Linked DNA regions of Sus scrofa: regions 1, 2 and 3 are each linked to region 4. The links are chromatin contacts, called in public Hi-C and HiChIP or PLAC-seq maps. All regions are on one chromosome and are shown on one strand. Each heading gives the region's core, a stretch centred on a gene start, on an enhancer-like site or on the middle of the called end of the contact. The rest is flanking DNA. Distances are from core to core; before and after follow the strand shown.

Region 1 (5,377 bases), core at 431-2,930, 120 kb before region 4:
CGGGCTCTGCTCGTTCACTTGTGGGACAACTTGGAGTTGGCTCTAGGGACATTCTGGTGCAAGAGACCTGAAGTCTGAGCCCATGGGCTCTGTACGTGTTCTGGACACCCAGGGGGCATGGCAGAGGCCACCTGGGGCTGGTCCATCTGGAGTTCCTGTCCGCAGATGGGTGAGGAGTCTCCTGGGTGCCGTGGCAGAGCCTCCCCCATCGCCCAGGTGCTGACTGCAGGGTCAGGCAGGGACTCTGGTCACCACAGAGGCGGCGTCTGCAGGTACCGGCCAGCTGGGGTGGGGAGAGTGTGTGATGTGGCATGTGTGGGGTTTGGGGCCGGTCTGCATCTCCCTCACACCTGTGCTCCAACACCCTGATGCCTCAGGGCGGCCTCCTCCACATAACTTTCCAAGAGCTAAAAGCAGCGGGGCCATCCGGTGGCGTGGGGATAGCAGGGCCTGGAGGAGGCGGGGGAAGGCCAGATTCCCACGGGCGGACTCGCCTGGTCCTGGACGGCCGGACCATGGGCACCCCTTCCGGGATCCGCCCAGGGCCTGGGGCCAGCTCTGCGGTGGCCGTTCAGATCCCACCTGAGGGTGCCTGGGTGGGCAGACTTGAGGTGAGCGTGGCTGCTCCCCGTGGCTGCATCCACTGGTGCTAGGAATGTGGTCGGTTACCTCATTGCCTGAGAGGCAGTCCGGGCCGTGGTCAAGGGTGAGAACTTGCAGGTCTCTGCTCTCCTGCCCAGAGCCACGAGCTCCGCCCAGCCACGGTCTTCCAGATCTGTCGCGACCGAGGACCAGCCTGACAGCGTAGCAGCCTGTGCGGGAGCATCCGAGCCCCACTCACAGGAAGGGCAGGGGTAGTGTGCTGGCCTGCCCACTGACCAGCCCTCCCTCGGTCCAGGCCCCCACCTGCCTGCCACCTTCAGGTGCCTGCAAATACTCTTGGAGGCAGATGAGCAGCTCCAGGCCCTGCAGGAGGGCTCTCTCTATGTTGACGCTGTCCGGGGAACTTTGGCCTGGGCTCCCTGGGCCTCCCGGGGCCGCCCCACCTCCCTGCTCTGCCTCCCCTCCCCCAGGGCCAGGGAGGGGACCGTGGGAGCGGAGAGTTAGTCTCAGTGCAGTGTCCACTGGTGCATAATGACCCTATTCATGGGCCGTGTGGAAAATTCAGTTGGGAAACAGTGCAACTATTTTTACGAGGACAGTTCTCCCCGTGAGCAGAGGACCCCACCTGGCACAGGTTCTGGTGGGGCTCCCGGTCACTGTGGCCACACAAGGCCACCCAGGATTTGATTCTCAGGGCCCCCGGGGGTTCAGTCACGGGGGCCCAGCGACGCAGGGTGCCTCCCGTGCTCTCCTGTTAAGTGGGCACGATCCTTTGGCAGGGGGCCTTTGGGAGGGTCGGGGTCCCGGGGGAACTCTGGCGGGGCTCACGCTGGCACCGCGAGGCGGGGGGTCACCCTTTAACAGGGCCTGTCTTCCCGTAGAAGGCCGGGGGTCGTAAGGGGGGAACATGCGGGGTGGAAGGTACGGGGCTCTGCGGCCGCTGATTCTCCCCGGGGCCGCAGTGGCCCAGGGACGAACCGGCGATCTGCGGCCAACAGACCGGACCCGCCCGGCGTTCGGGCCCCGCCCCGCGGGGCTGCCCACCAGTGCGCACGCGTCGACTGCTTCCACCTCCCCGGGCGGGAGGCGGCAGCGAGAGGCCGGCTACTTCCGCCCAACCGCCTAGAGCGGCCGCCCCGGCAAACCGCGCCCCGGAACCGGAAGCGATTATGGTCCCGCCCCGCTAGTGGCCATCTTGGAAGCTAAGGCGGCGGCGGCGGCGGCGGCGGCGGCGGCGGCGGCGGCGGCGGCGGCGGCGGTCGGGTGGGCCCAGTCCCGGCGCGGTGCGGCTCTGCGGCACGGGCCCCGCTCTCCCGCTCCCTGCTCCGGCCTCGACCACGGCGAGCCTGAGCGCGGCGGCGGCCCACGCGCGGCGACGGGGAGAGGTGAGCGCGCGCCGCGGGCCTGCGCCGGAGCCTCGGCCGCGAGTCCGCCCCGCTGGAGCCGGCCAGGGTGGCGGGCGGCGGGCACGGGGTCTCCGCACAGCCCGACCCCGCTCCGTCTGTGCTCGCGGGGCCCGGCCTGGAGCTTCCATGCGCGGAACGCTAGGTCGGTTACGGTGGGGCGCCCGGGGCTCCGGGCCGGGTCGTCCTCCTGCCAGCTTGGGGATTCTGGTGGTCCCACGGCTGGTGTCCCACGGAAAGGCCTCCTGCCAGTGGCACACTTGCGGGCGCCGCCGGGACGAGCCGGCGTAGGGCTTGCTTTGTAAACATGTCCTGGGAGTCCGCGTTGACGAGGGCTGGTTGCTGTTGAGGCCGTCGACACTTCACACCTGAGCAGCTTTTTGAGTCCCAGCAGGAAGGCGCGAGCCTGCTTATTCCCCTTGGAACGGTAACCAATTGAAAAGCCAGGCGGCCGGAGTGGGACGCCGCAGTCGGGGGGCTCTGTTGCCGGCCGGCTAGTGTGGGCCCCGGGCAGGTTCTTCCCCTATGCCCGCCTGCTCTCCTTAGCTGCCCGTTGCCAGCACGGTCTCGAGAGCTCTGGCCAGTGTAAGCTTCTGGTCCCCTGTCCTGCTAGTAACACTTAGCTGACGTGTGTCCAGTTGAAATCCATTCCCAACCCCTTGTCGCGCCTGCCCCCGCTCCCCACCCCCAGGCGCCAAACAGTTAAGGAGAGGAGAGCCTGCTCCTGGTGGGAGGGGAGGTGGTCAGTGGGTAAGAACCCTCCGCGCGGTGGCTCTGGGCCCTGTTCTTTCCAGCTGAGTGACCTTCGGTGCTTGGATCTAGTTTTGGCAGAAGGGAACTTGAGAGTCCTGCTTAATTGAAAAGTCCAGTGTGTCTGCAGGCACAGTTGGACCCTGTGCCTACAACTTGGAGTCAGTAATCCTCCCTCAGCCCCCAGCCTCCATCTGGCTGTGAAACAGTCCCGGTGGGGAAGGGAAAGTCCTGGGCACGGGTGTGTCGCGTGCCCGTCCGTCGGTCAGGCCAAGGTCTCTGTCACAGCATCACTGAGTGCTCGGACCCCGGGCGGGAGCGATGCTAGGCCGCCGGCGGCGCCCTGTTTCCACTTGCTGCCCACGGGACTCTGTCACCTGCGGGCGTAGGCTTCGGTTGCTCTCCTTCAGCGTCTCTGCGCTAAAGTTTTGTTTGCCTCTGTTTTGTTTCGTCTGATGTTTTTTTTTCTGTGTCTGCACCCCGTTTCCTTCTGTGAATTACACCTTCTGTGTCTTTGTGTGGGGACTTGTCTTGAAGGGAGCTTGAGCCCCAGCTCATGTCCCGTGGAGGTGCTCTGGCTTCTGTAGGTGGGGAAAACTGGAAGAAACGGTCACACCTGAAGTCCCCTGGAGGGGCTGCGATGAGGCACAAGAAGGGTCATTAGAAGCCCTTTTAGCGGACTGAGGAGGTGTGTGAGAGGTAGGATCTTCAAGGTTGCGCACCTGAGAGCAAGAGTGAGCGGGAAGTCCGCGTGTGAGCAGCTAGGCCGGGTCTGTTTTAGGAATCGGGGAGGCGGACCGCGAACCTTCCTGAGGAGCCTGCCTGGCCACTTACTCCAGGCCAAGCACAGTTGTATTCGAATCGCCCAGCGAACTGGTGTGTGTGGCAGGGCGTTAACTTTGGGGTGAACGGTTAAAGGAAACAGCCCCTTAGAGTTCTTTGAAGGCACCCTGGGTTGGGTGGTGGTTCTGCTTTCAGATCGTGGCCGTGTTTGTTCCTAGATGTCGCCCCAGGCGAACCACTGGGCCCTTTGGCTCCTTGGGCTGGAGCTTGGGTCAGTGCTCTGCGGACCCTCCCCTTCCCAGGCGGACCTGTCGCTCCTGCTGTGGGCACACCAGCTGGGTCGCAGGGAGACCAGTGAGGGACAGAATGTGGCAGGCAGCATTGCAGTCGGGAGTTGGGAGGCTTTGGAGGACGAGGCTTTTGAGCTGGGCCAGGAAGGGCCTGGTGGGTCCCCATAGGGCCTGGGCTGGGACGAGAAGGGGCTTGGCTCAGGCCAGGTCAGGGGCCTTGGGCGTTGGGGACTAGAGCCCTGGGGCTGTTCTCCAGAGGACTTGGCGGCAGCGGGGGCTTGTTGACATTTGTCTGCTTGGTTCTGCGTGAGTCCTGAAGGGTTGAGGTCAGGACTGTGGCATGAGAACGTTAGCCTGACCTCAGCCTACAGTCAGGGCCGAGAGGGCCGGGGCCGAAGCTGCCGGCCAGGCAGCAGTCTGATGGGAAGAGGAAGGGCCGCATGGGGGTGGGGCGGCGGGGGGGGCGTGGGGACCTCGGCCCCAGGTCTAGGGGTCCCAGCGCAGGAAGCAGGGGGCGCTGCGGGGGCCACAGGGGTGCAGAGCGAGGGGCCCAGCCCTGGTCGTGGTCTGTGGGGCTCAGGGCCCAGAGGCCATGGCCGCTCAGGTGAGGTGCCCCGGGCAGAGCCTGGCGGGAGGGCGGCTCCAGGCTGAAGTGCGGAGGCACAGGCCCGGCTGCAGGCGTGTGCCGGCGGTGAGGTCCAGTGCTGTGGCCGAGCGGCTCGGAGGTGAGCGGGCTGTGCTGAGCTGGCCGCGCACGGCTGCTCCCTCACTGCCTGCGCCAGTCGGCCTGCCCTTGAGCCTGGACGGGCCTTCCCCTCCTCTCGGTCTCTGCGCTGCACCCTCTGTCCCCTGTCTGCGCTGTGGTTTGCGCCAGTGGCTTTCACACTTTATTTTTAGCAGGATTTTCTTGCTTTTCCAATTCATGTTATGAGCGGTTCTGGTATGTTACACAGATTGGGTTGGAGCTGTTCTGGGGCCTTTGAGAGAGGGGAGCCCTGTCTTCCATGCCCCCCCCCGCCCCTGGAGCATAGCTGGGATGTCCCAGGGTTCCCCATGCAGGCTCGTCCCTTCTCGTGACTGACGGCTGCTCCCTCGCTCCCTGTCCCCAACCTTCAGTGCTCTCCTGTCTCATCCTGTCCCTCCCATGCCATCCCATCTGCCATGTGTTGGGCCACCAGAGGGACCTTCCTGACAGAAGATCTGACTGGCTGGAAGACCAGGCCTGTAGTCTTTCTGGGGCACTGCTTGATGGCCTGGCCTGGCCTCGTGTCCCTGGCCAGGCTTGTCAGCCACTGTTCACCATGCTTTGGCTTCTGACGCAGTGACCCAGGGCTGGTCCCTGGACACAGTGCCCTGCCTTGGCCTCTGCTTGTGCACCTGTCGCTCCCTCTCCCTGGAAGGCGCTCCTTCCCCCTCTGCCTAGCGCGGTGTCCCCGTCTCTCCAGGATCTCCCCTCTCCAGGCTCAGAGAGAGGCTCTTTCTCTGTCCCCCGCCCACCTGTGGCCAGTGCTAAGCGTGCTGGAAGATGTTTAACCAGGGCCTTTTGGG
Region 2 (5,767 bases), core at 1,086-3,585, 88 kb after region 4:
TCACTACTTATACCTGTGCACCTGGTCTAGGACGCAGTCACCTCTCACCTGGGCTACTGCAGGTGCACCCCGGTGGTCCTGCTTCTATCCTGCCTCCCGTAGTCTGTTACTGACCCAGTAGCCAGTGTGAGCTACACAAAACCTTCCTTCCATGGCTTCCCATCCCCCTCAGGGTGACAGGAAGAGCTAAAGTGTGCTCTGGCCACTCTGCTTGCCCTCTCCTCTCCTGTCTACCTCCCCCAACCAAGTGCTTGGCTCCAACGCTGGCCTCCTTGCCATGGCAAAGAGCTTCTGCAAAAATCCAGGCCAAAGGTGGTCATGGCTGGCAGCCAGTGGTAGGAGAAAAAGTGGTCAGAAGTGGGTGTCTGGGAGTTCCTGTCATGGCACAGTGGCAACAAATTCGACTAGGAACCATGAGGTTGCTGTTTCCATCCCTGGCCTCGCTCAATGGGTTAAGGATCTGGCGTTGCCATGAGCTGTGGTGTAGGTCGCAGACACAGCTCAGATCTGGCATTGCTGTGGCTCTGGCATAGGCCGACAGCTATAGCTCTGATTCGACCCCTAGCCTGGGAACCTTCATATGCCGTGGGTGTGGCCCTAAAAAAAAAACGGCAAAAAAGAAAAATAAGTAAGTGTTTGGATACAGCAGGGAGATGGAGCGGTTTAGGACCTGATGGAACAGCATTGGGAGTGGGCTCCAAGGGTCAAGGATGATACTGAAAGTTGGTCTGAGACTCCAAGAAGGTCCGATGCAGAGGCAATCAGACCCTGTCACCATCAGAATCTGCTCCAGCTGCCTGGATGGAAAAGTGAGTGTGCAGATTTGTTCCCAGGTACCAAAGGACTGAAAGGCCCAAGGAGAACATGGGGGCACTGCTGAGTTGTGGGGGGTAGCGGGGAGGGCGTGGGCAGGACTGAGGGAAGAGGCTGGGGTTGTGGGGATAGGAGGCAGAACCCCAGGTGACACTGGAAGAACAGCAGCCCAAGGGTTAGAACTTGGCCTCCAACTCCACCTGTGCCTCTGTGGGCGGGGCCCCAGGGTGGATGGGAAACCGAGAGCAACAATCACCACCCAGCATCTGGAATCCCCAGCTTAGTTAGGACATTACACCCAGACCACTACCCATGGAGAAGGGGGAATCTAGAAGTTTGGAGAATCATCCACGTGGATTTTGCAATCACCAAGAACTATGACAGGAGTGTTTGAAGAAAGTGACAGGGAACCAGAAGTAATAGCTTCAGGAAGCCCACTGGGCTGCAGTCGAATTCCACAAGGGGCAGTCTGATAATCAGGTGGGGTTCAAAGCTGGGGCTTTTTTGGTGAAGAAAAAGCTGGTCTGGATGTGGCAAGGAAGAAGGGCAGGGAAGCTCATCTTCCCCAAGAGTGGTGATGCAAGGAGAATGATGAGAAAAGTAGCAGCCATTGGAGATGGCATCCCAGGCACACAGGAGTTGGAAGGAGATTCCATCACCACCCAGAAGTTGGAGGGACATGGCTTCCCAAATGTGGAGAGGAATCAACACTCAATTCTGGAGAAAGATAATGCCCAGAGCACAGGGAGGTACTCCCACAGCCCAGCTCCTGGTGGCCAAGGGAAGGTGTGTTCGTCCTGTGGTCTTTAAGGGTGGAAGATGCTCTCTCAGTCACAGGGAGCAGGGACTGCCCTTGAACCTTGAACGCTGAATCTCCTCACAGGTATCCTGGTGCTCCTGGCCTCTGCCTGAGTCCTCGGCTTCTGCTTCCCACCTATCTGTCCTGAATCCTGTGGTTCTCCATCCCTGGCCTTTGCTGCTTTATCACTCTAGTGAACACTGATGAATGACTTAGCACCCAACCCCCAAGCTCCCAGGAGCGAAACTGCAATAGTTTTAGCCTGCACTGGGCAACTCTGGTCCCAGCTGCCTGAGTCCACAGGCTGCCGCCCCTTGGCAGGAGAGGAGAGGACTCCCTAGAGTGTGGGGGTGTCGGCAGTGCCCTATGGTGACTCTGATGTCCCGGAGTCCATATGCCAGTGTAAGGCTGAGGAGCAAGGTGGGAACGCAGTTGCCACCCCCACGTCTGAGGTTGGGAGGGAGGGGTGCTCGGCAGTTGGTGGGCTCCCAGGGGACATTGTCTGAAGGTCGTTGTGTGGAATGCTGTCGTGGTAGCCAGATGCGGGGGCGGGGCGGGGCGGGGCGGGGGCACCCCACCCACCACAAGGCTGCGGGCCAATGAAGACACACCTGTCTTTCCACACAGACCCCCTCCTAACCCGAACTTTCCTATCCCAGTCCTCCTGCCCCATACTCCGCTTGGAACCGAGGAGGGGCCGCGGCGATTTTCCCGCCTCCGCCCTGCGTTGCCAGAGGCGGGCGCCGGCCGGTTGCCCCAGCTCGCCTTTGTCGCCGGCGAGTCGGTGGGCTGGGAGAGGACGCGTGATTGACAGTTGGCGGGGGGCTGAGGGAGGAGCGCCGCGGCTCATTGGCTGGCGCGAGCGTGGGAAAGAATGCGGAGCCGGGTTCACACACCCAGCGCCGGCCCTGCCTTAAATAGCCGGGCGGCTGGCGGCGCGCGCTCGGTCCCGGAGCGTAGGACCGTCTAGAGAGCGGCTCGGGAAGCCGCGCGCCCCAGCCGGCGGTCGGCCCCAGGCGGCGTCCTCCGCCCGGCACCGGGAGGCGCGGGGGGCGCACCATGCCTGCAGACACCCCGGGGAAGCCGAGAGCCTCGCCGCTGGCAGGAGCGCCGGCCAGCGCCAGCCGAACCCCGAACGAGCCCCGGAGCGCGGCCGAGCCCCGAAAGGTGGGGACCTGGCCGGGCGTGGGTTGGCAGGATGGGAGCGGGGGAGAGGGGAACTGACTCACCCACTGCCGGCCCCGCAGTCCTCCAAGCCCGTCATGGAGAAGCGGCGTCGAGCGCGCATCAATGAGAGCCTCGCCCAGCTCAAGACCCTCATCCTGGACGCCCTCAGGAAAGAGGTGAGTCGGGGGCGGGAAGGGTGAGATCTCCGGGCCGAGGCGTGGAGCCTGGAACCTGGGCCCTCCTGGGCTGCCATCCGCTCACGTCAGCCCTGCCCCTAGAGTTCCCGCCACTCGAAGCTTGAGAAGGCGGACATCCTGGAGATGACCGTGAGGCACCTGCAGAGCCTGCGGCGCGTGCAGGTGACAGGTGAGGCGCGGAGCGGAAGCGGCGCGGGGTAGGGGGCGCGGGGACCACCCGCTCGGGCGCCCACCGCCTGACCCCTGCCTCCCCCGCAGCCGCCCTCAGCGCCGACCCCGCGGTCCTGGGCAAATACCGCGCCGGCTTCAACGAGTGTCTGGCCGAGGTGAACCGATTCCTGGTCGGCTGTGAGGGCGTCCCGGCCGACGTGCGTTCTCGCTTGCTCGGCCATCTGGCCGCCTGCCTCGGCCAGCTGGGGCCCCCGCTCCGCCCGGTTCCTCCGTCCCTTGTTGCGGAAGCCCTGGCGCCGGACGTCTACGCGGGCCGACCGCCGCAGCCGGACTTCGACAGCCCCTTCCCCCCGCCGCCGCGCCCCGGGGCGGCCTTCGCGCTGCCGATCCTGCCGGGCCGGACTGGGGCGCCCCTCGCCGCCGCCGGAGCCGGGGCCGGGCCGCAGGGCCAGGGCGTGCCCTGGAGGCCGTGGCTACGGTGAGGTTTCGGTCCTGGACTGCAGCGGAGGCCGAGCCCGGTTCTAGGGCCGCGGCCTTTGCTGAGATTGATCCAGAAGATATTCACGTCAGAGACCGCGTGGAGAGTTCTGTTTCGTTGTCTCTGTGAGGAGTCCAGACACGGAGGCCCAGCAGCCGGGGTCAGCTGCTGTCTTTGAAGCCGATGTCTCTGCACGGGCGGGCGGGGTGGCTTTTCCCCAGGCCGAGCCCTGGGGCCCCGTCCTTCTGCGCCCATCTGTGCTTGGCAGGTGCGCCGCGCGGGCGTTCACCTCGCGTTGCCTTTGCCTGTATCTATCCGCACTGGAGTAGCGACCCCTCTCGAGGTGGGGTGGGGGGATGTGGGAGAGGTCCTTCAGGAGGGTCAGGCAGGACTGTGACAGTCATCACTTCTTCCAGAACATCTTCCAGTGCTGGGTACCATTTTTTTTTTTAAAGGTACCTTTCCCCACTCCCACCCCTGGAGACTCTGGAGGGTGGAAACATGTATTTTCACACTGTTGTCTCAGGGCTAAGCTGTGGTAAGGGGTGACTGTCCCTGAAGTTTCTGTTCTGGCCTGGTCCACCTCTTGGCTGCTCGAGGCTGAGCACGAACCCACCTGTGCCCACCCACAGATTGAAACTGCCAGTGTCCAGTTCTACTGTGTGCCTTGCTCTGCCTTGAGAGGGAAGCTCCCCTGGCTGTGCCCTCCTGAGCACCTGCTGTGTGTTGGCCCTGCAATACAGCGATACTAGGAATCAACCCGGGAGTCACTGTCCTGCGGTCCCAGGTCTCCCCAGCCTGCTGCTGGCAGCTATGCTCCAGGAGACACGAGGGAGTGGTCTGAGTCACACAGCTGAGACTGAATTGTCTCATCCTGAGCCCTCCTGAGGCTAAGGCAAGATCTACTTCCCAACCAGAGCCAAGTTCATCAGATGGTTGCCTGCTGCCTGCCTGGCCAGGAACCAGCAAGGAGGAGGAGGCTGAGTCACTGCCTGAGGGTGGTCTGCCCTTCCTCCAATGGCTCCAGCAGCTTCCAGGTCCATGTTATGGGCAGGGTTCACCTGTCCTCCTGGACTCAGCCATGTACCTGTCAGGGCCCTCCAAGTCCCCACCAAGCCAGTGCCCCCCCCCCCAAAGACTCTCTGGCTGCCTGGCCCATCTCCCTGAGGGTCCAGGGCCTGGACCAGTGGCAGACATGTGGGCCAGGTGTTGCACCCTAGAACGTACACACATTCAGCAGTCCAGGCCCTGGGGAGGCTCAGAGTGCTGGGTTACCAGCAGCACAGTGAGGGAGTTACTGCTGGCTGGCTTGGGAGGCCCTCTCCAGCAGGAGAGTTTCAGAGGGTCCATTTCAGGAGCTGGAAGTTCCACTCCAGAGCAGGAGGGAAGGGCCTGGGGCTTTGGGATATGAAGCCTGGTGGGTAGGTAGTGGGTGGTTGGGACCTGCTCAGAGCTGGGCTCCACACGGCCTGCAGGAGTAATGGGAACTGTGTGGCCAGAGAGAAGGGCTGCCTGGGAAGATCGCCTGGAATTGAGACCTCTTACTCTCTCTTCCCAGTCTCTAGCCCCGACCTCCTGTCCCTATGCCGTGCCTGCCCCTGCACCATTTCCTTACTTCCTGTTCCTGATAATCTATTCTTTTTGTCTTTTGTCTTTTTGTCTTTTGTTGTTGTTGTTGTTGCTATTTCTTGGGCCGCTCCCGCGGCATATGGAGGTTCCCAGGCTAGGGGTCGAATCGGAGCTATAGCCACCGGCCTACGCCAGAGGCACAGCAACACAGGATCCGAGCCGCGTCTGCAACCTACACCACAGCTCACGGCAACACCGGATCGTTAACCCACTGAGTAAGGGCAGGGACCGAACCCGCAACCTCATGGTTCCTAGTTGGATTCGTTAACCACTGCGCCACGACGGGAACTCCCTGATAATCTATTCTTGAGATGCTGAGAAGCTATTACCAAGAGATCTTTGTGCTGAGGACACTGTTAACTCACCAGGGACCTCTTGGACTCTGAGGGATCCACGCTGTTCTGGGATGGGCAGGCCCCCCATCTCACCCCTTTGTGCCCAGCCCGGGCATTCTCTCCTTGCTTTCCCACCCGAGGCAGCCACCCTAGGCTCCAAGGGCTCTGGAGGCCAGGG
Region 3 (5,822 bases), core at 600-3,099, 69 kb before region 4:
CTGGGCTGCCCTGCCCAAACCCCCTCCTCCGGGGGTCTGCCTGGCACTCGCTGGGACAGGGGCGTCCTCAGGGTGTGTCTAGTCTCTGGGCCACTGCTGCTCCAGACTCTGGCTCTGAGCTGGCCGCACATCGCACCGGTCCCTGTGGGGGACCTGCCCTGAGTCGCTGGGGCCCCCGATCCAGGACGAGGTCAGTTTCTGTACCCATCACTTCTTGGTGGATTGGGGCAGCCTCAGCAGGGCCTGGTCTGGCACAGCCCCTGCTGTCTCTCCAAGCCCTTCTGCTGGCCTCCACCCCTCCCCGGACCCTCTCTTGTGGGGCAAGGCCCTGGGGTTCTGCCCAGCAGAGGTGAATGGTATTTTTCCAGCCGCCTCAAAGGGCTGACACCTGGGGAGGCTGATAAGGACTCTCTGGCATCCAGGGTGTGGCAGGCGGGCCAGTGGAGACTGGTCTCAGCAGCAGTAGCCTCCAGCTGCCAGCACGCCTGGCCACCTGCCTGAGGGTGGCCCCCCTCCGCCAGGCCCCCCCCACCCCGCAGGCTGCCGGCAGAGCCCCCTCGACTCACTGGTCCAAACGCCCCCAGTTCCAGTGGGTGGGCGGGCCAGGCTCAGGGCAGGCAGGTGGAGGAGAGGGAACTCTGGTGCCCTCCCCCCACCTCCGCCGCAGGAGGGCCGAGCAAACCGGAAGTCCTCGTCCCTCAGCCCCCCCCTCACCCCTTGGGTCCTAGGCTCTGGCATCCCAGGGAGTCAAGGGCAGGGGGGTTTCTGGGACGGCCCTCCGCCCACGTCCCTGGGACCTGCCAGTCACACCCATCGGCCCTCCTCTGTCTCCAGGCAGGACCGCCTGTCCTGCCAACCTCTCTCCTACCCGCCTCCCTCTCCGGGAAGCCTCTCCCTGGGGCTTGCTCTTGTCACCTGGGTCACTTGACTGCCCCACTGCTACATGCAGGAAAGGGGTCCCCAGCCCTGGCTCAGGATCCGGATCCTAGACAGCTCGTCTAGGGCCTCGGGGGCGGAGCGCGTTCCGTTGACTCAGCGCGGAAAGTCCTCGTGGGCGGCCCGGGCGTGGGACAAGCGCCCGACTGACGTCCGCGCGGGGGCGACAGGGCTGACGCAGAGCGGCGGGGGATTCCTGCTCCGCGGGGAGAGGTCCGAGAGGGGAATGTGGTGGGCGGACTCGCATCCCCATGGAGTGGAGCGGCTGGGAGACTGGGGCCGGCCTGGGGTGGGGTGGGGGCTCTGTCCGGGCAGCTCTGCGAAAGCTGCCCACTTGGCCCTGGCCCCTCCCCGCAGCAGAGATGCCAGGCTAGCCCGCCACCTCCACCGGGGTCTGAACCCAGCCGCATCAGCTCGCTCTCAGGCTCATGTCCCTCCCCAGGCAGCCTTCTCGGAGCCCCCAGCATCCCGCAATTGATCAATTGATCGCAAGTTGGGAGGGGCGGGGAGGGGCTCCGTTAAGGGCAGGGCGAGGCTGGATGCTCAGGAGCAGCGGACAGGGGTTCTGGGAGGGGCGACCTGAACAAGTCCAAGCTGGGGAGAGGGATAGTGGAGTGAGCAGGGTGTGGGGTCGGCAGTGCCCAGGGCCGCGGGAGGCTGAGGAGACTCTGGGGCGCTGGTGTGTGGGCAGTGCGGGTGGGGGGCGTTGAGAGGCACCCATCCCCCCCTCTCTCAGCTCAGCTTCCTGCAATGGGGGCAGGTCTGTGCCCACCTGGGTCCCCAGGTCTAAGCGAGACCCTCAGGTGAGGCTGCCGGGAACACCCCCGCCCCGGAAAACCACAACTTCTCCCCTGAGGGTTGGAGTCCATGGTGTCAGTTCAGCCTCAGATAAGGGCCCAGAGCCGGCTCTCTGTTCCCAGAAGTGCTTTTCCGGCCACAGCGAGTCCCACCCAGCCCCACCCCCTCACCTTGCTGGGAAAGGCCTCTGACCTCACTTCTTTTACTGAGATCCGGACTCAGCCAGTGCCCCCCCCCCCGCCCCCCGCCCTGCTCCTCGCAAATGGACAGTGGGCAGAGAGCGAGATCCCGTCCTGGACGGAACAGGACCCCAGCCCCTCCCAACCCATCCCAGGGCAGCTCCAGGGGGCTGTCCAGGGGCAGGTTGTCACTGGCTGCCTCCTGGTGCCAGGATGCTAAGCTTGGCCCCTCAGGGCCCTTGACTAGGTCCTGGGGCCATGGCGCCCACTCCTCAATGGTTTCCTGAACCTTCCAGAGCACAGCCACTCCTCCCACAGCTGGGCTGAGCTCTGAGGTCAGCAGAGGACTCAGTCCTGCAGGGCCTGCCCTCCTCTGGCCCCTCAGTGGTTTTCAGGGCCCGGAAACCCTCTTCCCACTGGGAAGGGGCTGCACACTGGGTGAGGGGCAGACGTCTCTCCAGGAAGCTTCGGGGGCTGAGGTGTTTTCCAGAGTGAGTCAGGCCACGGCTGTTCCAGACACCTTTTTTGGAGACTCCTTCCAGGGAAGAGGGGCTGGGGGGGCGGCATCCTCTGAGTCCTCAAGGCTTCACGGGCAATTGGGCTGAAACGGACCTCTGATTGCTAGGAGCTGAGGGAGGCTCCAGCGAGTGCCAGGGTGAGGGCCTCCAGATGGGGGCTGCAGGGATAGTGGCGCTCCCCGGGTGGTTCCTGGGTCAAAGCCAAGGGCAGCTTGATTCCCCAGACCTTCCGTGGGTGGGAGACACGGCAAGATCCCCCCTGCCTCCGCTTCCCCAAGCAGGACCCAGGACTCACCCCTGGAGGAGACGGGGAGAGAGTAGAGGGGAAACAGGGGTGGGAGGGACGGGGAGACGCAGCTTGGGCTGCAGCGCTGAGCAGCCTTGTCCTGGGCGCTAGGAGGGGCACCCCCGCCCTGCTGCTGACTCTGGCTCTCAAGCCACTGCTGGGGCCCGGCTGTCTCTGCTGTGCCCACCACCCATCACATCATTTGAGGACTGGGGCACACCTTGTACCTGCCCAGGTACCCACAGCCCAGACTCGGCCCCCTGCCCGCCCTCCCTGCAGCCCTTGCAGTTCTGGCAAGGAGGCCGAGTGTGGGCTGGGAGGGGCTGGGGAGGATCCAGATGGACAGACAAACAGCAGGGACACCTCACTGACTGACATCCATGCTCTCAGGAGGTGCCAGGGGCCCAAGTCAGCAGTCTGGCCAGGGCTTTGGGGAGCCTGGGGATGGGGGCTCAGTCAGGACTCGCACTTCTTGCCCCACACAGGTGCCCATGGGCCACTGCATCCTCTCCGGGCCCAGGGATGACAGAGGCAGCAGAGCCAGCCTCTCCCTGGGGATTAGGTCACCTCTGCAAATGCGGCCTTGACTGGCTGGCTGGACCAGGGGAACAGTCCCACTCTGGCTGGGAGGAGAGCTGGAACATCCTGGGACCACACAACAGCCACCACGGGGCCCATCAGGAGCCCCAGCCAATGCAGGTAGAGGCCAGGGGAAGGAGAAGCCTGGGAGCTGAGGCAGGAGGAACAGAGGGTGCTTGGCGTTATCAGGAGGTGACCCGAGCTGACGTGGCTCTGTAGCCAGCAGGGAAGGTGGTCCTGACCCCAAAGTCCCAGGTGTGGGTTTTGTGAAGACAGGGGTGCACTTGGCCCTCCCCCCCAGGAGGCCCCCTCTCCCTGGTAGAGGCTGGTCTTCCAGACTTGGGGCACAAAGCTGGCCAGCGGGCTGCAGAGGAGGCACTGCTGAGCTTGACCCCTCATGGAGAGCCCATGAGACAAGCTGGGAGGGGACTCAGGGCTCCCGGGCCCCAGACACACAGTGACAAGTGCACTCCTGGCCTGAGGACTGCACACGCCAGCCACAGCAGCAGGAAGCTGAGGGGAGTGTGGGTGGGAAGGCTGTGAGTGACAGGACAGGTCAGTCCCCTCCCCGGGTCTGTACCCGGGGAGGCCTGGCCCTACTTCTCCGAGCCCCAGTCTCTGGCTCCCGGCTACACCTCCAGGGTGCTGGCCAGAGACCTGGCAGCGCTGCCCTCTAGAGGGACTGTGGCTCTGGCATCTCTGGGGAAGGAGTGGCAGGTGGCCAGCGTGGGAAGACAGGCCCTGTGGTGCTCTAATGCAGGGCAGGGGTCCCAGCAGCCCCTCCCACCAGTGGTGGAGCCTGCTGGGGTGGGGAGCATAGGTGGGCGAGGCAGCAGGAGGGCGTAGGACTTGGCAGCGACCATTTGGTGAGGTGAGGGCAAGGGTGGGTGTGGGGGGCAGGGGTGGAGAGGGAGTGATGGCTCAGGACGCTTGGTGGGAGGGGTTTGACACATCCGCCGGGCCCGTGGGGAACATAGAGACACGCTGGCTCGGCACATCCCCGAGGGCACTGTCCTGCCATGACCACGTGCCTGCCGCCCATGGCCTGGGTCCTCTAGGCCTCCGCAGGGCCCGCCTGCAGCAAAGTCAGGGGCCGTCGCAGGCAGTGAGCTCAGGGCCCTGCGGCTCTGAAGGTCCGGTAAAGAGCTGTGCTGGGTGCCGTGGGCACGTCTCAGGCACGGCCTCTGAGGAACATCTTGGATTTGAGGAAGCCCTGCTGTGGGGATCTAGAGGGGCTCATAGGGAGCCAGACTCTTTCTTGGGGCACACTGAGCCAGGCAGTAGGGGTCAGGTGGGCTGAGGGGCTGCAGGAGGTCCCGGGGTGGGGGGCGATGAGGCGCAGGTGATGGGTGGGGGTCCAGGAGTTGGGGAACTGCCTGCCCCAGGCGGAGGAGCCCATGATGGACAGAGTGAGGCATCTGGGGCTCATCTCCTCTTCCCGCAGGACAGACTCCCTTATCTCTCCACCCCTGTGCTCCCAAGGACTGATCCCAGCAGTGGGGTAGGGCTCGTGGGGCAGAGGGAGGACAGGTGGGGGCCAGGGACGCTGCCAGGGAAGTCTGGAGGCTGAGGGTGCCGAAAGCCGCGGACCCGCTGCAGAGACCGCGTTTGTAACAAAGTAGCTTTTATAGGTCCCCTACTGGGCGCTGGTGGCCCGCCTGCTAGGAGCCGCGGTAGCCCACGTCCTTGCGTTCCTCCTGCGCCGGCCCCGGAGACGGCTCCTGCGTCGGGTCCCCGCCGCCCACCCGCGGCCGCCCGCTGCCCGGGGCCTCGGGGTCCGGGTCCTGGGCGCCGTCGGGGGCCGGGGAGGGCGGCCGGCAGCGCCGCAGCGCGGAGGAGGGCTGCGCGGGCGGGGGTCGCCCGGGTGCGCCCCCGGGGCCCCGGGAAGGCGCGGGCCTGCGCGCGCCCGGCCAGTCGGCGGCGCGGAGCGGGGGTGGCGCGGAGGCCGTGGAGTCGCGGGCGGGCGGGCGGGGGACGCTGCGGGAGCCCCCGGGGCGCGGCCACAGGTCCGCCTCGCCGTTGTGCAGGAGCACGAAGCGCCGCTGGGTCAGCAGCGGCAGCATCTTCTCGCTGCGCAGGCTCTTCCGGAAGGTCTCAAGCGCCAGGTCTGGAGGTGAGCAGGGGGCATCGGGCCGGGGCTGGAAGCCAGGGTCAGGACCCAGCTTCCCCGGCGTCAGGGTTGCCGGCTAGGGTGGAGGTTCTGGGAGCGGAGGAGGTGGTGAGGGGGTGGGCTCCGTGGGCAGGCACAGCCTTGGTGGGGACCGTAGGGGCATGAGCAGTGGGTGGGTTGCCGCGGGGCCCTAGGGATGTTGGCCAGCCAGGTGCGTGTGCGTCTGAACCCGGGGGAGAGGGTAGGCTGGCATATCCAGGACTTGGCCAGCGGGGCCGGGGGGTGGGTGGGTGGGGGGGAGGAGGTGTGGGGGGGGGTGGGAGGGGGGGTGGGGGTGGGGGGAGGTGGGGTGGTTTGAGGGCTCCAGGGGCTGGGCAAGGGCCTCACCCAGGGTCTCCATGACCACGCCAGGAATC
Region 4 (6,094 bases), core at 1,016-3,515:
CCCCACCTGCACCGAGCCTCCTCCGCACTGGAAGCTCACCCTGACCCTGACCTGTGCCTCCCAGATCGGGGCACTGCAGAGACTCAGCCAAGAACCCAGGCGTATCATCTCATCTGCAGGCTTCTTGAGCAGCATTTTCAGGGAGCCCAGGTCTGACGCTACTGAGACGCACTGGCGGAAAGGTCACCCTCTGATATCAGAGGATGCATTATGAATGGATGCCCTGACCTTAGAGAAACTTGGGGCTGAAGCAGGAAGGCTCAGCAATAAATACCAAGTTCCCACTGGTCTTCAGAAAACCACCAAGAAGGTGGAAAGGTGCAGAGCCGTACAAAGCAATTCTGTGACACGGCGCAGGTGGGCGCAGAGCCCAGAGGAGCTGCTTCAATGAGGCAGGACTACTGCCCGAGGATGGCTCACACTGGGCCAGCTTCCTCCCGACCACGTGGGCCCACTGTCCTCTGGGAGGGAAGACCCAGAGCGACTCATCCTCCTGCCCCATGCTCTTACTTGGAGAGTAGCTCGCCCGGTGAGTCTGATACTCCATTTCCGTTGAAGGGTGTTCAAACTTGGGATGAATGTCCTGAGGCAGCGTCCAGAAGGGGAGGAGAACCTGCAGGATTCAGCCAGATGACCAACTGCACAGAAGCCAGCCAGGAAGGGAGCTGTGGTCGTCAGGGAGCCCAGGGACTGGGAGCGGCCTGGAGCCACCTGTCCAATAGCACTCGTGCCCTGCACCCCTGCACACCCTAACCCTATCTGCACCCGACTCAAACAACGCTCCCAGGGTCCTGCCCTCTCCTCGGCACACTTGCGATCCCATTTCCTGAGAAGTTAGGAGTGCTGCAGGACACACACTGCTCTTCTTGTCTGGGGCGGCTCAGAGGCAGAGCCTGAGACCACACAGAAATTCCCGTGTGTCACAGTTCCCATAGTGGCTCAGTGGTTAATGAATCTGACTAGCATCCATGAGGACGCAGGTTCGATCCCTGGCCTCGCTCAGTGCGTTAAGGATCCGGTGTTGCCATGAGCTGTGGTGTAGGTCACAGACGTGGCTTGAATCCTGCGTTGCTGTGGCTGTGATGTAGACTGGCAGCGGCAGCTCCGATTTGACTCCTAGCCTGGGAACCTCCATATGTGACCCTAAAAAAAAAAAAGCGAAAAAAAAAAAAAAAGAAAAAGAAAAAAGAAAGAAATTCCCCTGTGTCATCCTGTTGGGACAAACCAGTCCAGGATGCCAGACAGTCCTGTCACCTAGACCCCACACCCACAGTCTTTAGGACTGACTGTGGGGGACAGTCACAGTCCCTGGGAGGCACAAGGTCACGGGGTGGAGCTTTCGTGGACAGAGCAACCAGTCCGACCAGTTCAGAGAAACCCGAGATCACACTTCTTTCCCGTCCATCCTTATTCATGTTGAATAAGGATGCTGGGGAGAGATCTGAGAGCCAGTGTTACAGGCGCCCATGCTGACAGCAGTTTGCTGTGTGGGTGCCCTTCCCGGTCCAGGCCTCTCACTCAGACTCACTCGCCCAGGCACTGCTCTCCCAGTAGCCGCCCTTGCGGAAGATCCGCCCCCTGTCCCCGCACCCAAAGATACACAAAGCACAAGGGCGGTGGTGGTTTTACTCTCTTTTCTCCCTAGGCAAAGCCTCTCCCGGGACCAGCTCCGCACGTCCGTCCCTCGGTGCAGACCGGGCCCCGGGTATCCCACTACCCCGCCCCTCTCCGTGAGAAGGGCTTTGCCCGCCCGGAAAGCGGCATGAGTCACGAAGGTGGCAGAACTGGGCGCAGGGGGGCGCTCGGCAGCCCCGGAACAGAGTACTTCCTGGGGAACCCCTCCCCCAGAGAGGACGCAAACATCGCAGAGGCCTTTTCCCCGCCAGCCGTCCTCCGCGCCCGGGCGCGGGACTGGCATCAGGGCGGAAGCGGTCGCCAGGTACTGCGGCGCCTCTCCCCAGGATGCGCCACTGGAACCCTGTGCTGTCTCCGGAACCGCTACTCCGCCGGAAACCGACGGGCAGTCCAGCCGAGCGTTGACGGAGGAGACCCGGGCGACTTTTCGGAAACCGGAACGCAGACGCCTCGGACTGCAGGGCTCTTTGGTCTCCTGGCAACGCCGGACGGCGGCGTAGTCCTTCCCTTACTTCTGCTGCCATGTTTAGGGCCCTAGACTACATTTCCCAGGTCGCTTCGCGCGAACCTTCAGATCTCGCGAGAACTCTGGCCTGGAACCCTCCGGGGGAGGAGACTCGCGCGGACCGCCGGGAGTTGTAGTTCCGGTTTGGGAGCTGTGCTCCCTGGCACCCGGGCTGAGAGACTTCAAGTCCCAAGGGGGCACAGCGCGACCGCCTGGAGGGCGGGGGGTATGAAAGAGGAACCCGGAGGGCGCAGGGGTGAGTGAGGGGCCGGGAGTGGGCGGGCGGGGGCTGGCTAGGGGTTGGCTGGGGGCGGGGACTGCGGCGGCCCTGGCTGTGCGGAGTCCCGCCGGGGCAGTCAGGGCGGCGGGGTTTGGCCGCCCTTTCTCTCTGTGCCCCTCGCCCCGCCACCGGCTCAGGGCGCCCCGGACGCGCGGGAGGAACCGCGAGTCCCAGGAGGTTTCCCATTTCAGCTCGCTGATCGCCACTGGAGTGTCAGGCCTCGTCCAACAGGGGTTCGTGTGCGTAGTCACCAGAACGATTTAATTGACGTTCTAGTTTAAGTTCATTAAGATCGGGGGGTTTGGACGCGCTTCTCACAGCGCTCCTGCAAACGCAGCTCCCTGGTGGCGGGGCGCTCAGGTGGCCCGGCTTTGTCCTGTGTTCTCAGGGTCACCGCGGTGCTGGAGGTAGCGCTGGGCCTCGTCCTCTGCGCCTCAGCCCGCGCCCCCGTAGCAGCCTTGTTCAGCCATAATCTGAATGCAGAAGCTCCTAGAAGGAAATAAAATCTGAATTTTACGGAAAGTTTCTTCTGGCACACGCGCACTCCACCCCGCCCCGGTGTGCGTCTCCCAAAGACAGAGCAAACGTGCCTTGGAGGGTGGTCACCCCAGGACCCTCCCTGCACCGCCCTGTTCTGCAAGGTAAGCGTAATTCACTTGAAGAATGATCTCTAGTCACCACAGTACTGAGAATTCCGCATCCCCACGGCCAGGAACCCCCTGGGGAGTTCCGGGGGTCCTCCCATCAGTACCTTCTCAGGGCTGCGGAGTCCACGGAGCACCTACACGTACACAGACTTTGCATCCAGTCAGATTGTGTACACCATCGGTTCTCCATCAGCACGATGGGACTTTCGGGTTGAGAAACATGTTAATGAACAGGGCCACACACAGTTCTCCTTTTGTCCTGAGAGCCACATTGCTCCCTTTGCTTGCTGAGAAAGTGACTGGCAGGAACCTGCCCTGAGGGGCTGGAGATCCAGCAGGTCCTCCCGTGCTGTGCTGGGCAGTGGGAGAAACAAGATCAGCACATGGGATTTTTTTTTTTTTTGGTCTGTTCATCTTTTAGAGCTGCACCCCCTGGGCGTATGGAGGTTCCTAGGCTAGGGGTCTAATTGGAGCTGTAGCCGCCAGCCTATGTCACAGCCACAGCAACACCAGATCCGACCCATGTCTGCGAGCTACACCACAGCACACGGCAATGCCAGATCCTTAACCCACTGAGCGAGGCCAGGGATCGAACCTGCGACCGCATGGTTCCTAGCTGGATTCGTTTCCGCTGCGCCACAATGGGAACTCCAGCGCATGTGATTTTTAAAGCTGGCGACCCCCCCTCTCCAGCCACAGCCGCCGCAAAGCCTGGAGGAGCGGTATGTATGTGGCGTCCACCGCCCCCTGCAGTGGTCATCCAGGCAAGGCTTCCTACCAGGGAGCCCGTTTACATGGTTGTCCAGCCAGCACCCAGCCCCTGTTGACTGGTCAGAGTGATTCCACCCGCTTCGTGATGTGTTACTTGTGCAGAATCACAGTGACTTCTTCATTGAAACCACTTTTTCTAAGGAAGAATGAGCTGTGCAAGAACGCACAGTACAGTGTAAATTCTCACCAAACTGCATTACATTGTGGAAACTCGTGCTCCATTACTTAGCTGTTTGGCTCCCATGAGATCTTCAAAATAGAAAATGAATTGCATTTATTCAGTTAGTGCGTGTAATTCACATAAATGAAATGCACAGGCTCCGTTTGATCAATTTTGACAAAGGCGTACAACTGTCACCTGCACGCCCATCATGACAGGACAGTTCTGTCTTCCCTAAAGGTTCCCCTGTGTTGTGGGCCGATTGGCTCTGTCGCCCCAAATCCATGACCCCAGTGTGATGGTGTCTGGAGGTGGAGCCTTTGGGAGGTGATCGGGGTGAGCTGGGGCCCGTGCTGGCATCGGTGCCCTGAGGGCAGGGGCAAGACAGAGCGACCTCCCCACACCCCGCTCACATGACCCCTGCTCGCACACCAAGGAAAGGCCATGAGGACGGTGAGAAGGTGGCCGTCTGCAGGCCAGGAAGGGCCCTCGCCAGACGCCGGGTCTGCCGGCACCTTGACCTTGGGCCTCCCAGCCCCTAGTTCTGCGAGGAGCAGCGTCTGGTCTAAGCTGTGCCGGCTGATGAACCTTGTAAACCTTCCCAGCCGCCCCCGACCCCCCCTCCCCCGCCCCCGCCAGAAGCGCAGGCAGGGCTCTTCACTGTTTCTGTGTGAGAGCTCACGGGCACGGGGTGCCCCTGGCCGCGCACAGCGTGGTGGGCATTTTCTGATGGCTGGTCTCCGGGCTGTCTTGTGTGACCCTGAGCAGCGCCTTCCTGCGTGTGTGCTCTGGGGCCCAGTGGCTTGTCTTCAGCCTGCATCTCCTTGAGTGCTGTGCCGAGCGTGTGTGTCCGTCTCTGGCGCCCTCCCCAACCTCTTTTCTGAAGTGTCTGGTCAAATCTGTCGCCTTTAAAAAAAAAAAAGTCAAGCTGTAAGGCCCTTGCTGTTGGTCGGATAGATGTATTGGGGATGGTAGCTCCCATTTTTTGACTTGCCTGTTCATTTTATTAATGGTGTCTTAAAAAGTTAACTTTAAAATTTTTGGAATGGTTTTAGATTCACAGGGAGGTTGCCAACCAAGGGGCGTTTGTGGAAACTGAGGCTCCGTTACTGTCCCCTGCACTCCAGGTGTCAGGCCATGTGCTGCCCCCGTGTCCTCTTTGTGCCCCGGATGCTGGCCAGGATCCTGTCTTTTCATGACCCGGACAGTTTTGAGAAGGGCTGCTTGGCTGTTTTTGTAGCATGTCCCTGATGTTGCGTTTGTCTGATGTGTTTTCTCATGGTTGGACGGGGGTGTGGGTTTTTGGGACGAAGACTCCAGAGGTGAGATGACCCTCTAGCCACATCGTGTCAGGGGCACCTGGCATCCACACCTGGTCCTGGTCGCTTGGTTCAGGTGGTGTCTGCCAAGGAGAGTTCTCCTGTCCTGTCCTTCCCCGGGGGCGGTTTGGATTCCGTTTGAAGGACGGACTTGTGGGCGTTCGTCTGCACTTTGGAGGGGAACCAGCTCTGCGCTCTTTGTCTGCCCACCTTGGTCCAGCCTTGGCCACTGGGAGGCCACCCTCTGCCCTGAGTTGTTTTGAGCCCTTCTTTCCTTTCTGGCACTGCCAACTGCTCCAGCTGCTCACTCAGTCTTGTATCCCTGCCTCAGGCCTAGACTCAGCCGTTTCTCCAGGGAGCTCTGGTTCCTTTCACTGGAGAGTGGGCTGGAGAAGCCAGGATCTGGCAGTGGGCGTGGGCACTGGGGCTGGGCTGTCATTGCCTGCAGTCCCCTCACCAGATGGACAGGTGTGAGTCTGTAACCTAGACTCTGTAGTAAAAGTGCTCGTGTGTGGCCTTCTCACCACCATGGCCATGGTTTACGTGTTTGTCCCACCCCAGTGCACATGAAAAGCAGTTTCAGAATCGCTCCCCCATAGACCCCCATCCTGAGGGGCAAATTCGCCATCTTGACCACCGTGTTTATTTGCGGTTTCTTTTTATCGTTGGTTTTACATTTTCTAGTCAGAACACTGTCTTCCTGTTCCCTTCAGTGTGTTTGTGTCCCAGGTTGTGATAGAGTGAGAGTCTGTGGTTGTGGTCTGCTTTCCATCCTGA

Evidence for each region. Hi-C and Micro-C count contacts between places; a contact is called where the count stands out from the background. HiChIP or PLAC-seq counts read pairs in DNA pulled down with a chosen protein or histone mark.
Region 1: a contact with region 4 is called in an H3K27ac HiChIP or PLAC-seq map of alveolar macrophages. The contact joins the promoter of SCNN1D here to the promoter of RNF223 in region 4. A contact is called at or near these places in 2 of 5 promoter capture datasets (fetal liver and liver), 17 of 47 Hi-C or Micro-C datasets (alveolar macrophages, blood, embryonic fibroblasts and 8 more) and 2 of 2 datasets of contacts at active chromatin or transcription factors (alveolar macrophages and skeletal muscle).
Region 2: a Hi-C map of liver shows a contact between it and region 4, with 2.8 times the contacts expected there. The contact joins the promoter of HES4 here to the promoter of RNF223 in region 4. A contact is called at or near these places in 1 of 5 promoter capture datasets (liver), 6 of 47 Hi-C or Micro-C datasets (heart right ventricle, liver and skeletal muscle) and 2 of 2 datasets of contacts at active chromatin or transcription factors (alveolar macrophages and skeletal muscle).
Region 3: a contact with region 4 is called in an H3K27ac HiChIP or PLAC-seq map of alveolar macrophages. The contact joins the enhancer-like site here to the promoter of RNF223 in region 4. A contact is called at or near these places in 5 of 47 Hi-C or Micro-C datasets (brain, embryonic fibroblasts, epiblast stem cells and 2 more) and 1 of 2 datasets of contacts at active chromatin or transcription factors (alveolar macrophages).

What each region holds. Positions count from the first base shown.
Region 1 is chr6:63,564,474-63,569,850 of Sscrofa11.1, reverse strand. SCNN1D (amiloride-sensitive sodium channel subunit delta) reads right to left here and starts at 1,680. Exons shown (of 14, transcript XM_021097433.1): 1 at 670-1,680. UBE2J2 (ubiquitin-conjugating enzyme E2 J2) reads left to right here and starts at 1,771. Exons shown (of 7, transcript XM_003127491.4): 1 at 1,771-1,988.
Region 2 is chr6:63,353,258-63,359,024 of Sscrofa11.1, reverse strand. It overlaps HES4 (transcription factor HES-4), which reads left to right and starts at 2,335. Exons shown (of 4, transcript XM_003481929.4): 1 at 2,335-2,779; 2 at 2,860-2,955; 3 at 3,058-3,145; 4 at 3,235-5,767. The coding sequence starts at 2,672. The coding sequence ends at 3,629.
Region 3 is chr6:63,510,053-63,515,874 of Sscrofa11.1, reverse strand. It overlaps TTLL10 (inactive polyglycylase TTLL10), which reads right to left. Exons shown (of 14, transcript XM_021097424.1): 13 at 5,794-5,822; 14 at 1,991-5,403. The coding sequence ends at 4,958. Among named protein-coding and RNA genes, the nearest start is that of TNFRSF18, 6.4 kb to the left of the region's middle. Within about 2 kb of position 1,849, at least 19 of the 83 cell types and tissues checked have an H3K27ac peak or open chromatin away from gene starts, as enhancers often do. A contact at or near this core is called in alveolar macrophages, embryonic fibroblasts, retroperitoneal adipose tissue and 1 more, where this site is marked.
Region 4 is chr6:63,440,928-63,447,021 of Sscrofa11.1, reverse strand. RNF223 (RING finger protein 223) reads left to right here and starts at 2,265. Exons shown (of 9, transcript XM_021095183.1): 1 at 2,265-2,396. It overlaps LOC106509643 (a long non-coding RNA gene), which reads right to left and starts at 2,157. Exons shown (of 3, transcript XR_002344844.1): 1 at 2,019-2,157; 2 at 1-613.